2 separate regions of the Arachis hypogaea genome follow, and region 1 is linked to region 2. The links are chromatin contacts, called in public Hi-C maps. All regions are on one chromosome and are shown on one strand. The core of a region is the stretch at or near the end of the contact, and the rest is flanking DNA. Distances in the headings are between cores, read along the strand shown. Region 1 holds the start of LOC112727783 (hsp70 nucleotide exchange factor FES1). Region 2 holds the start of LOC112727780 (isochorismate synthase, chloroplastic).

Evidence for each region. A called contact is a pair of places that touch in the nucleus more often than the background predicts.
Region 1: a Hi-C map of leaf shows a contact between it and region 2, with 5 times the contacts expected there. The contact joins the promoter of LOC112727783 here to the promoter of LOC112727780 in region 2. A contact is called at or near these places in 4 of 8 Hi-C or Micro-C datasets (leaf and an unstated tissue).

The regions. Positions count from the first base shown.
Region 1 is chr12:96,724,996-96,731,636 of arahy.Tifrunner.gnm2.J5K5, forward strand. LOC112727783 (hsp70 nucleotide exchange factor FES1) reads left to right here and starts at 1,949. Exons shown (of 6, transcript XM_025777683.3): 1 at 1,949-2,315; 2 at 3,579-3,721; 3 at 3,856-3,906; 4 at 4,410-4,631; 5 at 4,724-4,826; 6 at 5,305-6,193. The coding sequence starts at 2,230. The coding sequence ends at 5,848.
Region 2 is chr12:96,398,588-96,405,639 of arahy.Tifrunner.gnm2.J5K5, forward strand. LOC112727780 (isochorismate synthase, chloroplastic) reads right to left here and starts at 3,295. Exons shown (of 15, transcript XM_025777679.2): 1 at 3,019-3,295; 2 at 2,488-2,897; 3 at 1,865-1,982; 4 at 1,643-1,759; 5 at 1,413-1,559; 6 at 1,047-1,121; 7 at 899-967; 8 at 574-692; 9 at 422-479. The coding sequence starts at 3,126.

The DNA.
Region 1 (6,641 bases), core at 699-3,198, 330 kb after region 2:
AGAGATCCACTGTGTGAGCAACCCGCATAATAATAACAGGACGTTACGTGTGCTCTACAGGCCGCACTCCATCTTTCTTCCCAACGAGCCCTTTTTGTGATTTGGAAGACGGGCGTTGCGTTCGGTTCGAAGGGCATGGTTTTCAGTATGTCTCCAGATAAGGCCCCCACTAGTCCGGCTAGCTAGTGAGCGATTCTTTCGGGCGAGAAGTGGGCCGGGCCCCTATTCAATACAAAATGCGGGCCCGCAACGCAAGCTGCATTGTTTGCCACCACCCGAGAAGCAAAATGTTCGAGAGTCCAAGCTTAATATACATACATAGATAGTGGTCTAATGACAAAGGCCGGCGATGGAAGCTCGGGGCGGAGCCATATGATGCGGAAGTCTCACGTAAGGTTCCCTGAGAATGGAGTGGCTACCTACTGGAGCTTCGACCAACCACCATCGCTAAATTCCGCTTTGGGGCCACCCCTTACTCTATCATTATTATAGGGGTATGAGGCTCGAGATAAAGAAAGATCAAGGCAGCATATCCGTTTTTCCTTTATACTTTACTTGGATATGTTTTTATGCTATTAGCTATTCTGTTAATTCTTTTCCAAATAGGGACCGCCGATTTATAAATATCATTAACGACAGAATTTAGTGAGCGGCGTCAAATCTTTCTATGGATTGCTTCTTTCGTCGCTTTCGCCATCAAAGTACCTATGGTACCAGTTCATATTTGGTTACCCGAAGCTCATGTAGAGGCGCCTATGGGAGGATCCGTCATCTTGGCAGGAATTCCTTCAAAATTTGGAACCCACAGATTTTTAAGATTTTCAATACCCATGTTTCCCGAAGCAACACTTTGTTCCATTCCTTTCATTTATACTCCAAGCTTGATTGCGAGCAATGAATCTTATAAAAATTTCCTCGGGTCTCTATATATAAATTTATAAAAATGAAAAGCCCGGGTAGAAGCACAAGCAAAAGGAGAGAGGAAAAGTAGAAAAAGGAAGGGGGGGGGGGGAAGGAGACTCGCCTCAATACTTCCCACTGGACGAGAGGTGCACCTAACCCACCTACCCACTCATCAATCACGGTGTTCAGCTGACTTGTACTGATAGACCCTTATAGTATTGGAATTAGGCGCCCATCTTTTTACTGTTGTTAACTAATCTCTTCAATGTTCGATTCTACTCTATGTTTGAACATTTCTGTGAATGCTATTCTGATCTAAGTGGTCCTATTCTGTGTCCCATGCTAGGAAGCATTATTCCTATTCTCATTTCAAATTCAAGAATACGACCGACACGATTGATTGGTTTGTGTGCCTCTCTTATTACTTTTTTGTATTTCCTTGTTCCTCGGATACAATTCGATCCTTCTATAGCCAAATTTCAATTTGTGGAAAGCCTTTGATGGCTTCCTTATGAAAACATCAATTTTTATTTGGGTATAGACGATCTCTCTTTTTTCTTTGTGATATTGACCACATTTCTGATCCCTATTTGTATTTTAGTGGGTTGGTCTGGTATGAGAAATTATGGTAAAGAGTATATTACAGTATCTCTAATTCGTGAATTTCTAATGATCGTCGTGTTCCGTATACTAGATCCTCTACTATTCTATGTTCTTTCCGAAAGCGTGCTAATCCTTATGTTGTGCGGAGTTGAGCTTACAATGTAAATAAGATAAGTCATTTAATAGAAATCAGTAAATACTCTCAAATTAACGTATATTCGTAATTAAAATATTTATTTTATTTATTAAAAATAATCCTAAAACTGATAGATGAAATTAGATATTTTTGAATTTTTTTTGGTATCTAGATGTTTTTGAAGATGCTATGAAAGAAACTGTCTTGACCAAAACATAATTATAATAGTAGAAAAATGGAAAAGAATTGTAGGCCGAAGCCCGAGTCTGAGCCATATAACAAAGGCCCATGGCCTAACAGTCTAATGCCGAAAACTCCAAGTTTGGAATACCAAAAAAAAAAAAAAAAAATCCAAGTTTCTATTCGGTACTTCTTCGTTGTTCACTTGTTCCTCTTTCCACTTTCCACCACTCTCCCGAATCCTTGAGACGCTTCCCGAATCATTCACGCGCTTGCCACACGAATAAGTACCCCCAACCCCTTCGCGTTCCCAAAACCCTCTTCTTCATTCTGTTCGTGAATTTTAAAACCCTATTCGAAGTTTTCCCTCTTTTCTTGTCTTCTACTCTTTCTTCAATCGAGCAACAATGGCAAAAGAAGGACCTAACTGGGATGGATTACTCAAATGGAGCATTGCTAACTCCGATGGAACTCGCCCCACTCGCAATTTAAGGTACTTTCAATCTCTTCTTTTCTCTCTAAGTATGTTCTTCTTGTTGAGTTAGCTCGTTATAGTAAGTTTTTCCCCCTTTGATGCAAAAAGGGAAGTCGATGTTTCAATATTATTAATTTATTTTTGCATTTTTTAATAGTATTGTTAATTTTTGCTTAATGGAGTAAAGTGGGGTTTTATGCTTTTAATCAATATGAAGTTATGAATGGAGAGCCTGAAGACTGAAGTTAAGAATCAATCAATCTATTCTGATTCTTTCATTGAATAATTTAGAAGCTTAGGTTGCCTTTCTTTAGGGTTTTTATTTTCTGTTTTTATTTTCAGTGTTTTCTGTTTTTAGAATTTTGCCAACACAAAAGAGTAAACAGGAGATGAAAACAGAAACAGAAAATGCTGAAAATGAAAACAGAAGATAAAAATGCATCACACCTTTATCTTTTCCCTGGCTTTTTTTTTTTCCTGCAAGGTCACGTTCTTTTATCAATGAAGAGATTGATATTGATATTCAGCTGATTAGGGTGCGAGTTTCTTGATGTTATGAATATGTTTCTGTTGTTGAGAGGTATCAAGGTTTCATGTTTTGTAGCTATGGTTTATACTTTATAACATGCATTGTTGCATAGTTGTATTGAAAATTCTAGTATAAATGAAAGGGATACATTTATCTTTTAGAAGTTGAATATGGATGGGGATGGGCCCAAATATTATGGTTTGCTATGTTGGTTTTGTAATTTTGAAATCAGAGGAATATTAGCATACGGTTGTAGACAAAGTTGTATACTCCTTTGTGAAAATTTAGTTAGTTTTGTATATTTTAAGAGGAAATTGTTGTTCTCTCCCACCCCTACAAAAAAAAAAAAAAAAAAAAGAAGCAACTTCTGCGATGGTTTAAAAGGGGTATATGGGTAATTTCACTCGAGATGATGATTGATCATTGAGATCTTAAATTAGGAATTATGACTTGGTGAGTTTATTTAGTATGGATTATGGAACTATTATGAAATATAGAACTTAAGATTTTGGATTATTACTATGATTCTTCATACATGGTTTATTTTTTCCCCTTCTTCAAAATAAAAATAAAATATATACAATAGGCATGCTATATATATCATAGGATTTCCCTCTACCGTTGTTCAAATGCCAGCCATCCCATGTCCTGGGATCCCAACCTCCCAGTTTAGGTGATGTCCGGGATGTGACAAGATCTGGGATTGGCTAGTATTACCAGGGTCTGATTTTGTTAATTTCTGTACTGTGTAGTGAAGAGGATCGGAGATGGTTTATGGAAGCGATGCAAGCACAGACCATTGATGTTGTAAAACGTATGAAAGAGATTACCCTTGTAATGCAGACTCCAGAGCAAGTCTTGGAATCTCAGGGTGTTACCCCTGCAGACATTGAAGGTATCTGACATGTGAAAGCTACATAAAAAATAAAATAAAATTTACATTTAATATTTTAGTGAGTCATTTTCTTTCTTTTTAAATCTTGTACTGACTTGGGGTTTATCTCTATTTTAACTTTTTTTTTTTGACAGATTTGTTAGATGAGTTGCAAGAGCATGTTGAGTCGATTGATATGGCCAATGGTGAGTCTTTAGGATGCTTATAAACTTGGTCTGTTGTGTTGAATAGGATAATGACACTGCTTAAGTGATTATTAATGTGTGAAGTACTTGACATGTGTCAGCTTACGCTTGATGTTCATATATCATCTTCTATGCATTATTCACTGTATGATGCTGTGTCTCTCTTAAAATTTGGGCAATGAAGGGTCAATGGTAATTGGTAATCCATTATTTGAGTTGTACCGGCTTTGCAAAAATAAATGTTATTCATGGTGTCATGACTCATGTTGTTTTCAGTTGATGTGGTTTTTGCTATGCTTCTGTAGAAAAATATTGTTTGTCCTCTTATTTTTCTATGTGATGGCACTGCCGAAGTACCATTCTTCTGTTGTTAACCTTAACATCATTCCTTTTCTATGATTTTTGGTGCCTGTCTTATCTGCGGCTGAATAATATGGCTCTATGCTTCTGATTGAAAGAAATGTATGTCTCACTTATTTTCCTGGTTTGTACATATTTCCCAGATCTCCATTCAATTGGTGGGTTGGTTCCGCTTCTTGGTTACCTCAAGAACTCCCATCCCAATATTCGTGCAAAGGCTGCTGATGTTGTAACCACAATAGTCCAGAATAATCCTCGTAGTCAGCAACTTGTTATGGAAGCAAATGGCTTTGAACCTCTTATTTCCAATTTCACTTCAGATCCTGATGTGAATGTTAGGACTCAGGCACTTGGAGCAATCTCTTGTATGTAGTATTTTTTCTTTTTAATTTTTTTTCCCCAGTTTTAGCATATTCCTTGTAATCTTCATGACGTGTTTTTGTGGACTACTTGACAGCACTGATTCGGCACAACAAATCTGGCATAGCTGCCTTTCGTCTTGCAAATGGTTATGCAGCCTTAAAAGATGCTCTAACTTCTGAAAATGTGAGGTTTCAAAGGTAATTAAGGTTTTTCCTGATGAGTTTGTTTGTATAGAAATTTGTAATTTACCATATGATATCCATATTATTGGTCTGTAATTACAAAATGGAATAAATCTACACTGAAGTGTGTGAAAGATTTTTGTTTCAACACTTCAGTACTTTAAATTCATACACTTCAATTTTTGGGAGATTTTCATTTTGAGACTCGAGTAAAAAGATTTAATGCATACATTTTAGTCCTTGAAAGATCAAATGCATGCAATTCGTCCTGAAAAGAGGTCTTTTTGTATGAGTATAAAGTGTATGTAATTTAATGTTAATGCTAGTTAAAATAGTTTTAGGGGTTAAGGTGTATCTATTTAATCTTTAAACAAAAACTCTTGGAACTACAGTGTTGATGTGCTCTTCTTTTACTTATTGACTATGCTTTTTTGATGCTCATTACTTGTGATGGAATCTAATACCTAATCTTGGTCAATTTTCAATTTTATAGGAAGGCTCTCAACTTGATCCATTACCTTTTGAATGAGAATACTTCAGATTGCAGCATTGCAAATGAGCTAGGATTTCCACGGATACTGATGCACCTTGCCTCTAGTGAAGATTCAGATGTCCGAGAAGCGGCCCTCCGCGGACTTCTTGAGCTTACTCGTGACAAAAAAGAAGTTAAAAATGAAGCTTCCACAGAAGACGATGAGAAAATGAAGCAACTTCTTCAAGAACGAATAAATGGAATCAGTTTAATGTCAGCTGAAGACCTTGGGGCGGCCAGGGAGGAGAGGCAGCTTGTGGACTCCCTCTGGAGCACTTGCTTCAACGAGCCGTCATCTCTTCGAGAAAAGGGTCTTCTAGTTTTGCCTGGAGAAGATAATGCAGCTGCCCCTCCTGATGTCGCCAGCAAATTTTTCGAGCCACCCCTTCGATCTTCGTCCGCAAACCCCAATTCCAAGAGAGAATCCAAAAGTGAAAAGAAGGAGGCTCCTTTGCTTATAGGGCCAGGGCCGCCTCCTCGGAACAGCGACAATCAAGGTAGTTAGAGTAATAGAAAATGCAAGTTTTTCAGAGGGATACTTGTAAATGAAGCTTTTGTCAACTCATTTTTCATTGTCTTCTACACATTCATAGGCTTAAGATTAAGTAGTGACTTCCCTTTTCTCACCCAGATTCTCCTTTCATGGGGTGTTCTAAGTTGATAAGTTATTATTCTCCCTCAATTTGATTTGTGAGTTGTTGCGCCATCTTGCTGTATGAGTATGACACATTCTGAAATTTTACTCGTCTTTCTCTTGTCGCGGTTTCACCTGATCCGAGGAAAAATACAAGAACCAATGGAATGAAAACTAAACTTTGTTATATACAAATATTTTTACATATTCTGTAAATCCAAAGTATTACATATTGGACCCATATTTTCTTTTTCAGATATTGATTTAGAAATAATTTCAATATATGAACTTGCCTGGATACTATACAAAAAGTTTCTTCTTTACATACTTAGCAAGGTTTATTTGTTTAAATTTTTTGGAGTTATTTTTGTTAATGTAAATTTTTAGATATTATTTTAATAGTTTAATTTATTTTTTTTTTTGTTTTTATTTGTATAATATAATAGATAATGTAATAGATTTTATAAAATGAAATTTGCTTTTCAAATAGTACAGGTAATATTAGAATTTAGATTCTTAATATATGAATTAACATTATTTATAATATAATTTTTATATAATTGAAAACGTTAAGGTAAGAGATTAAGAAATTGATATTAGGTCGACTATAGAGGTGTTAGATTTTTTTACTGAAATGTCTCTATTTTAAAAATTATTTATGAAA
Region 2 (7,052 bases), core at 2,045-4,544:
ATCATAACCATGGAAGGTCCAACATAACTACAAGAAGATGGAAAAGGTAATATGGTAAATTAAACTGTACATTGAGTTCAGCATTACACAAAAACAAAATACAGCCATTGTCAATGACAATTTGTTTTGTATTTAACTTAGCGAATGCTAATGCGCTCGGAAGAAAGTAAGGAGTGTAGCCCTCTTTGAACTCCATAAATCTTAAATCCTAAAACCTAAATTATGAACTCTAAATATCTGAACCTAAATTCTAAATTCTAAACTTTAAATCCTAAATCATAAATTCTAAATTTTAAATTTGAGTCATTGATATAAAATATAATAAATAAAGAACTAAGATTTGTCAAGTTAACAAGGAGTGCAGCACTCCTTACCTACAAAAAGTGAAATTAACCGAGAAAAAAAAGTCAAAGAAACTCACCTCTAATTTTCTTCTTATGGTATCTCTTACTATGGTGAACTCAATATCATCCTTTGGACTGTAAATATGTGAAGAAACTTATACAACAAATTTGGGGAGCTAGACACAATGAAAATAGTGGTAACCACAGGCATCAAGGAATATAAGTTAACCTTGTAAGCAAGTCAAGTTCTATTTGACGATCCAGTGCCATCGACACTCCTCTAGCTCGAGTTCCAGCCAAAGCCTCACTAGTAATGTGGAGCCATTTTCTGTGAAATAGTTGCTCTGGCTATTCATCAAGTTCATAGAAATTAAAATGGCAACAGAGCAGAAGAATTCATCATTGTTGATATTCACCGAATATTTCTTGAACAGGTTATCCATTGGATGACTCTCAAATTAAGAAAACTAACAACAAAGTGAAATTCATCTTCTGATATATAAATTCTGGAATTTTCAGCATGTAGAATGCAATGAAATAAGTTATAGACTTACTGTATTTCCGATAAATGCAGGTGCATTTGGCGGCTGAAGGAGAAACTGGTATGCATTTTCGCTCTCAACCTACACACATTTGAAATTCATTACTTCTTGATGCCAAGACACCATTTTAAGTGTCAAAATTCAAAGAAGATTTCAATACCGTTAAGCAAGCTAACCACGTAAGCGGATCAATGTTAGTAGTAGGCACTACTCTTGTACTACGAGCCAGCACAACCTGAATTTCCAATATAACAAAGATGAATTTTTTTTTATTTGACCAAGGAAAATAGTACTCATATATATATAAGATAAGAGGTAAAAAAAATAAATTTGTAATGTAGTACAATTCTTAGAATCCTATCTTGAACTACCTAGTTGATTATAAAAACAGTAATCGACATAGCACGCATATAAGACAGAATGATTACACATGGTTAAAGAGAGTGTTTTCAAATGAATTCTTGTGACGCAAGTTATGATATCAATGTAAGAAATCAAAACATGGTCGGAAAAATTATAGGTTTACCTTGGTTAGTAAGGAGTTGTTTTTCTTTATCATCTCCAAAGCTCTGTTAACAGCAATATCCCAATATATTTTACTTGGAATATCATGGCTACTTAGTATTAATGTTGGAGGAGCTTGTTTCGGAAACCTCACAATCGAAGCAGAAACCTGCAGCCCAAAATTTTAGTTTGAACTCTGAACTAAATCTCTGCCTAATAATAAGTAAAGTAACAGAATCAATTTGGAATCACCTTGCTAAGGGTTTCTTGGAGAGCATTGATTGCATCTTCCCAGGACCAAGAAATTGTATTGTCCCACGCAATGGTCGTAGTGAGCATCGATCCTCCTTCAAGCTCATTAAACTCAACCTGTCAATTTTTTTGGGCTTGGTATATCTAGCTGCTGATGCTATAAATACTATCAACAATGGAATAAGTAATTAGTGGTTTTTTGAAAGAATGCAATGTATGCACCTGAGGAATCACGAAGTAGAAAGAACCGAAAGGCAGCCACTCTGATGACACCTTAGCTTTTGCGTTGAATCGGATGGCTCCGTATGCACGAATCAATGGGCAGCTCTCAGAAAGAAACCTTGAAAGTAAGTTGTTTTATCAGGAACTAAACACAAGCAAAACAATAATAAGCATTCAATGGAGCAATGGTGCCGGGGGATATTAGAGTCATGAAAATTTATTATTTTTTATTATTACTTAATAATTAACTTATAATATATTTTATTTTATATTTTAAAAAATTAATAATTAATTAATAAATAAAATTAATAAATTTTAATAATTATCTAATATTTAAAAAAAAACAAAAAAAGTTGTGAGGTCACATGGCGTGTTAAGGGACACGGAAACAACCAAATAAAAAAAATAAGAGGAATGCTAGAAACCAGCAATTTTTATGATTTGTAGCCATCAAATAGTCATCAATGATAGTTTTAATGGTGTGAGATGAATGTTCATCTAATGACTCACTTTTCTTTGTTAGTTACATGTTGATTAGAATTTAACAAAGTTGCTGTTCTCTAGACTTTTTCAAAAAATAAATAATAGAAGTTTGTTTGTTGAAGGAAAAAAAAATGACTTACCTCCTAATGGATATCCAATCCCAATAGGAAAAGGGGTGTGGCTGGCAAAAAGAAACGGCAGAGCCAACACCGGCAACGCTAACCAAGCTTCTGCCATTAGAGTCAAAAGAATTGTGTTCCCTGCCGGAGAAGAAGCAGCGAGGAAGGAGCAGGTGGTTCTGTGAGTGGAGCCAATCAATGGCCTCAACCTCTTCCTCCTCAATGGGGACCTGCAGCCTCACTATGCCCGAAGAGCTCCGATATGGAGGCTCTGATTTCATCTTAGAAATCGTCATTTTCAGGCTGTACAAAGCCATTGAAGTTGTTGCAACCGGTTCCAACGTTTGTGTCTCTATTGTCCCAACAGGCCCTCTTGACTGTCCTTTTCTGCAGCCATTCATTGAAAGATAGCATCCATGGCACAATGGTCTCTGAACAATCACCAATAACAAAATAAAAACATATGACTAGTGTAAATATTAAAGATAGCGACATAATTAAGAGGAATTTTGGAAGACAAAGAAAGAATTAAAAGTGAGAGAGGAGTATTACTTGGTGAAAATGAAGAGTGTAAATAGAGTGTTGCTTCTTGGAGAGAGGAAATAAGAGGAAGGTGTTTGTGCATTTTGTGAGAGACTTGTGAGCAGAAGCTGTTGCCATAAGTGAGTTTTAGTATGTGTGAGGGAGCATAAGAGAGAGAGGGTGTGTGTGTGTGTGTGTGATGAAATGGTGGCTAGCTTGTGTTGTAAGAAAATGTGAGAGGATATGATATGATATCGAACGAAATTATATGGATTTTATAGGTGGGACTCGACATTCATTTGACTCTAGAGTCTGGAGGATGACCTTTTAATCTTTTATATATTCCCTCCATGATTTCAATTGGATTAGAGTGTTTTTATTTTCCTATTGAACTATTGAAGATTACACGTGTATGTTACTCCCTTTGTTTATACTTGATAGTTTTATCTATATTCTCAAAATCGAACCGAAGATGAAAGAGATTTAAAAATTCAACTTAAAATAATATATTTATTTATGAAATATATAATTAAAAAAAATGGCTTTTTAAATAATTATTTAAATCAATTCAACCGATTAATTAATTTTTTCAGTTTTTGGCTTATTTTGTTAAACAATTTTACCAAAGTTACAAGAACCAAACCGTCAATAAATTGATCAAGTTACTAATTTAACGGTTTAATCATCCAACCAAAATCAAAATATAATTGAATCGGTTTAATTAAATATAAAATAAAATTATTAAAAATTTAGTATATAATTTTAAATATTCAAATTACAATTTTTAAGTTAATAAAATTTAAAATTTTCTAATTTTACATAATAACTTATCTATATTTTATCATTAAAAATTCATAAACAAACTCAAACATTAAAGTTCATGAAAAATATCAAAACATAATTTATAATCAGCAACCCTACAACAAATAAGAAACTAATTTAGAATAAGAATAATAGTACAAAGTTAACTCTAAAATTTGACAACAATCAATAATAATTAACTCAACAAAACCAACAATTAACATTAACAATAATTAAAAATTAAAAAAATTAATTAACTTAAAAACACAACCATTAACTCAGAAAGAAAAACAATCAACAATAAAAAAAATTAACTCAAAAAACCAATTAACTCACAAATATAAAATTGAAGAAGCGAGGGAGAGCTTGAAGAGAACCTCAATGACACAAGAAGAGAACCGCGACTGTGTGAATGCCGGCAGTAACGTGAGTTTTCGACAATAAAAAAGGCAGTGGGAGTGAGTGTGGATATTGGGTAGGAATATGAACTCTTATTTTGATTCCTCAACATATGCGGCTTGGGTGAGGGTGAGAGAGAGTGCGGTCAGAAAGAGAGAGAGAACGATGGGAAACCAAAAAGCGCCGGGAAGAAAATGAACGTGTCCGTAGGTTCTATGCATGTGAGTGATGCCGACGGGAGAAGTGGGAGGCTCAGTTGAGACTAGTCCGGTGATGGCGACGGCACCCTCTGACTGACGAAGTGTAGCTCGGCAGTAGAGAAGGTGGGGGTGAGTGGTTGTAGGCTTCTCTGATGTATGAGAGACTAATGAGGTGAGACATGAGATGTTGTATTGTCTTACTGGGTTTGCAAATTTTTTATTTTTTTAAGGGTAGAGTATTATTTTAGTATCAATCTTAGGGTCAAATCTTAATTTGATCCCTAACGTTTTAACCTAAGGTTTTAAACGTTTTATTTTTGTTTTAAAAAGTTTGAAACAAGTTTAATGTTGTCTTACCATTAAATTTGATATTAATAGTTAACGGAATGAGTAATGTAAATATTAATAACGTTACTAGTTAAGTTATATATTCTTTCATGCGCTAGAAAAACATAATCAAAATCTTCTTGTAATACTTCTTCTCCTCAATATTCATTTTATACAAAACTTCAAATTCTAACAATCAATTATCAACGCTCCAAAATAAAAAGAAAAACTCTTATATTAGTGATTGTTGGTTGATCGATTTTACTTAGATACTAAAATCGAATGATATTGCCTCTTTAATATGCGAATTGTTTACGTCAAATTTAATGGTGGGACAAAATAATACTTTACCCTTCTTTTATTAGTAAAATGACCTTACATTGCATATTTTTAGTGAACCGAACAAACTCCAAAAAATTAGATCGGTTCATATAATTCATCGATTAACCGTTGATTCGACCATTTTTTACTGATTTTTTGCTAGATAATTTTTCACCTTAATCGAATTGATCAAAAAATTGATTTTCGATTAATCCAGTTGAATTGGACGGTCCGATTTGATTTTCATAACCGTAATTTTTACTACAAACTAGTGTATGTTTTTCGTACCTTGAACGGGATATATAATACATAAAATTATATAAAAAAATTATTAAAAAATTAAATAAAATATATGTAGTAATTATTATTATAAATATTTTACAAAGTTATAATTAAAATCAAATTCTCAAGACTTTTAATATTAAAATATTAAAAATAATTAATATTTGTCTTAATCAATTTAAGTTTGTTGAGTGATCATCTCACTCGTCCACTTAAACAACTATTAAGAGTTAGAATCTCGTCTTGTGTGTGTAGCAATCCATTGGCTAGCAATAAATCCTTAATAAATGGAGCATCAATACGTGGTTAGATTTGACAGGAGTACCCAAATACGTGGGTACCCAACCCGTCTATACCCGGTTGGGGAGGATAATAACTTGATCTGAGTCGGGGCTGATTTTGCTCAGGACAGGGTATGGTTGGGTTTAGGGTGTACCCGCCCCAGATATATACATATAAACGCTTTTTAGGAATTAGGATTTGCCTCACATCACAAATTCAGTGATTCACAACTTCAGTCTATACTCTATCGCCATGCAAGAGAAACCTAGTCATCCTCACTCAGAGTCTTCTTCTTCTCGGCTTCTTCACAAAAATCCTCATAGCTCCCGTCATCGTCGTTGCTGAGCCCATTGCTGCCTACCCCTTTACAGCTCTCATCTTCCTTCACAACTCATGTTGCCATCACTGGTTATTATGAGCCTAAGCATTGTCCTTGCAGTTTCATCTCAGTCTATCACCGAATAAAATAGAATTTTTATTCAAGTTGGACCAGTTGAAAATAGGCATGCATGAGATTGTTTTTTCATGTCAGAATTTTCTCATCCAAATTTGATCTATGTGGTTGAGTATTTTAGTATGGTGATCATCGTGGTTTCGTTACGACACTAATGTGATAAAAACTGCGGTAATTTCATAAAATTTATAGAATGTGATTATCTCAGAAAAATATATATGTATAGCCTAAATGAAAGATTGTTAGAAAATTATTATTTCTTAATATATTTATGGGCAATTCATATGTTAATTATAATCGCAAATTAAGTAATTTCACATTAAATGGCTTATATAACGGTGATCTCATTTATTGTCATAAATATTGAATTAAATAAGTCATTATTACTTTTGATTTGGATAAATGAGATTAAAACTATAGATACTATTTTATTTGAGTTTTAGGGTTTAATGAGTGTCACATTCAAATATAAATAATGACTTCAGGATTTTGGTCTCCAACACATCAAACTCGCCTCCGTAGCTCTTTTTTCATAGTGAAGTTGTGATTTAGCTCTATCAAAAATACAGAAAGTTTTGGTTGACGAAGATCAAATAATCACAAGAGCCAAGCTCCCTGATCTCAATCATGCTCTCGAATGAAAGGACGCTTCCGCTTTCTCAATTATATTTCTTAATGATTTAACATGGATGATCTTGAGGTTGAGAAATCATAAAATTTTCAGATAAAATAGAATTTTTATTCAATCAAATGATGATAAATAAATTTATTGAATTAAATTATATTAATGTGATCATTGGATGATAAAGAATGTTAGAAAAATAAATAAATAATATTTTAAGAGTATAGAAAGATTAAATTGTCATTTCAATTTACTTTTTTAATCAACAACAATAAATACCTTAAATTAATTAATTTTTTACAAAAAATTATATACTTAAAATTATTTCATTTCTTCAAAAATCTTTTGAACATACAATGGTTCAATGAGAGGTTGA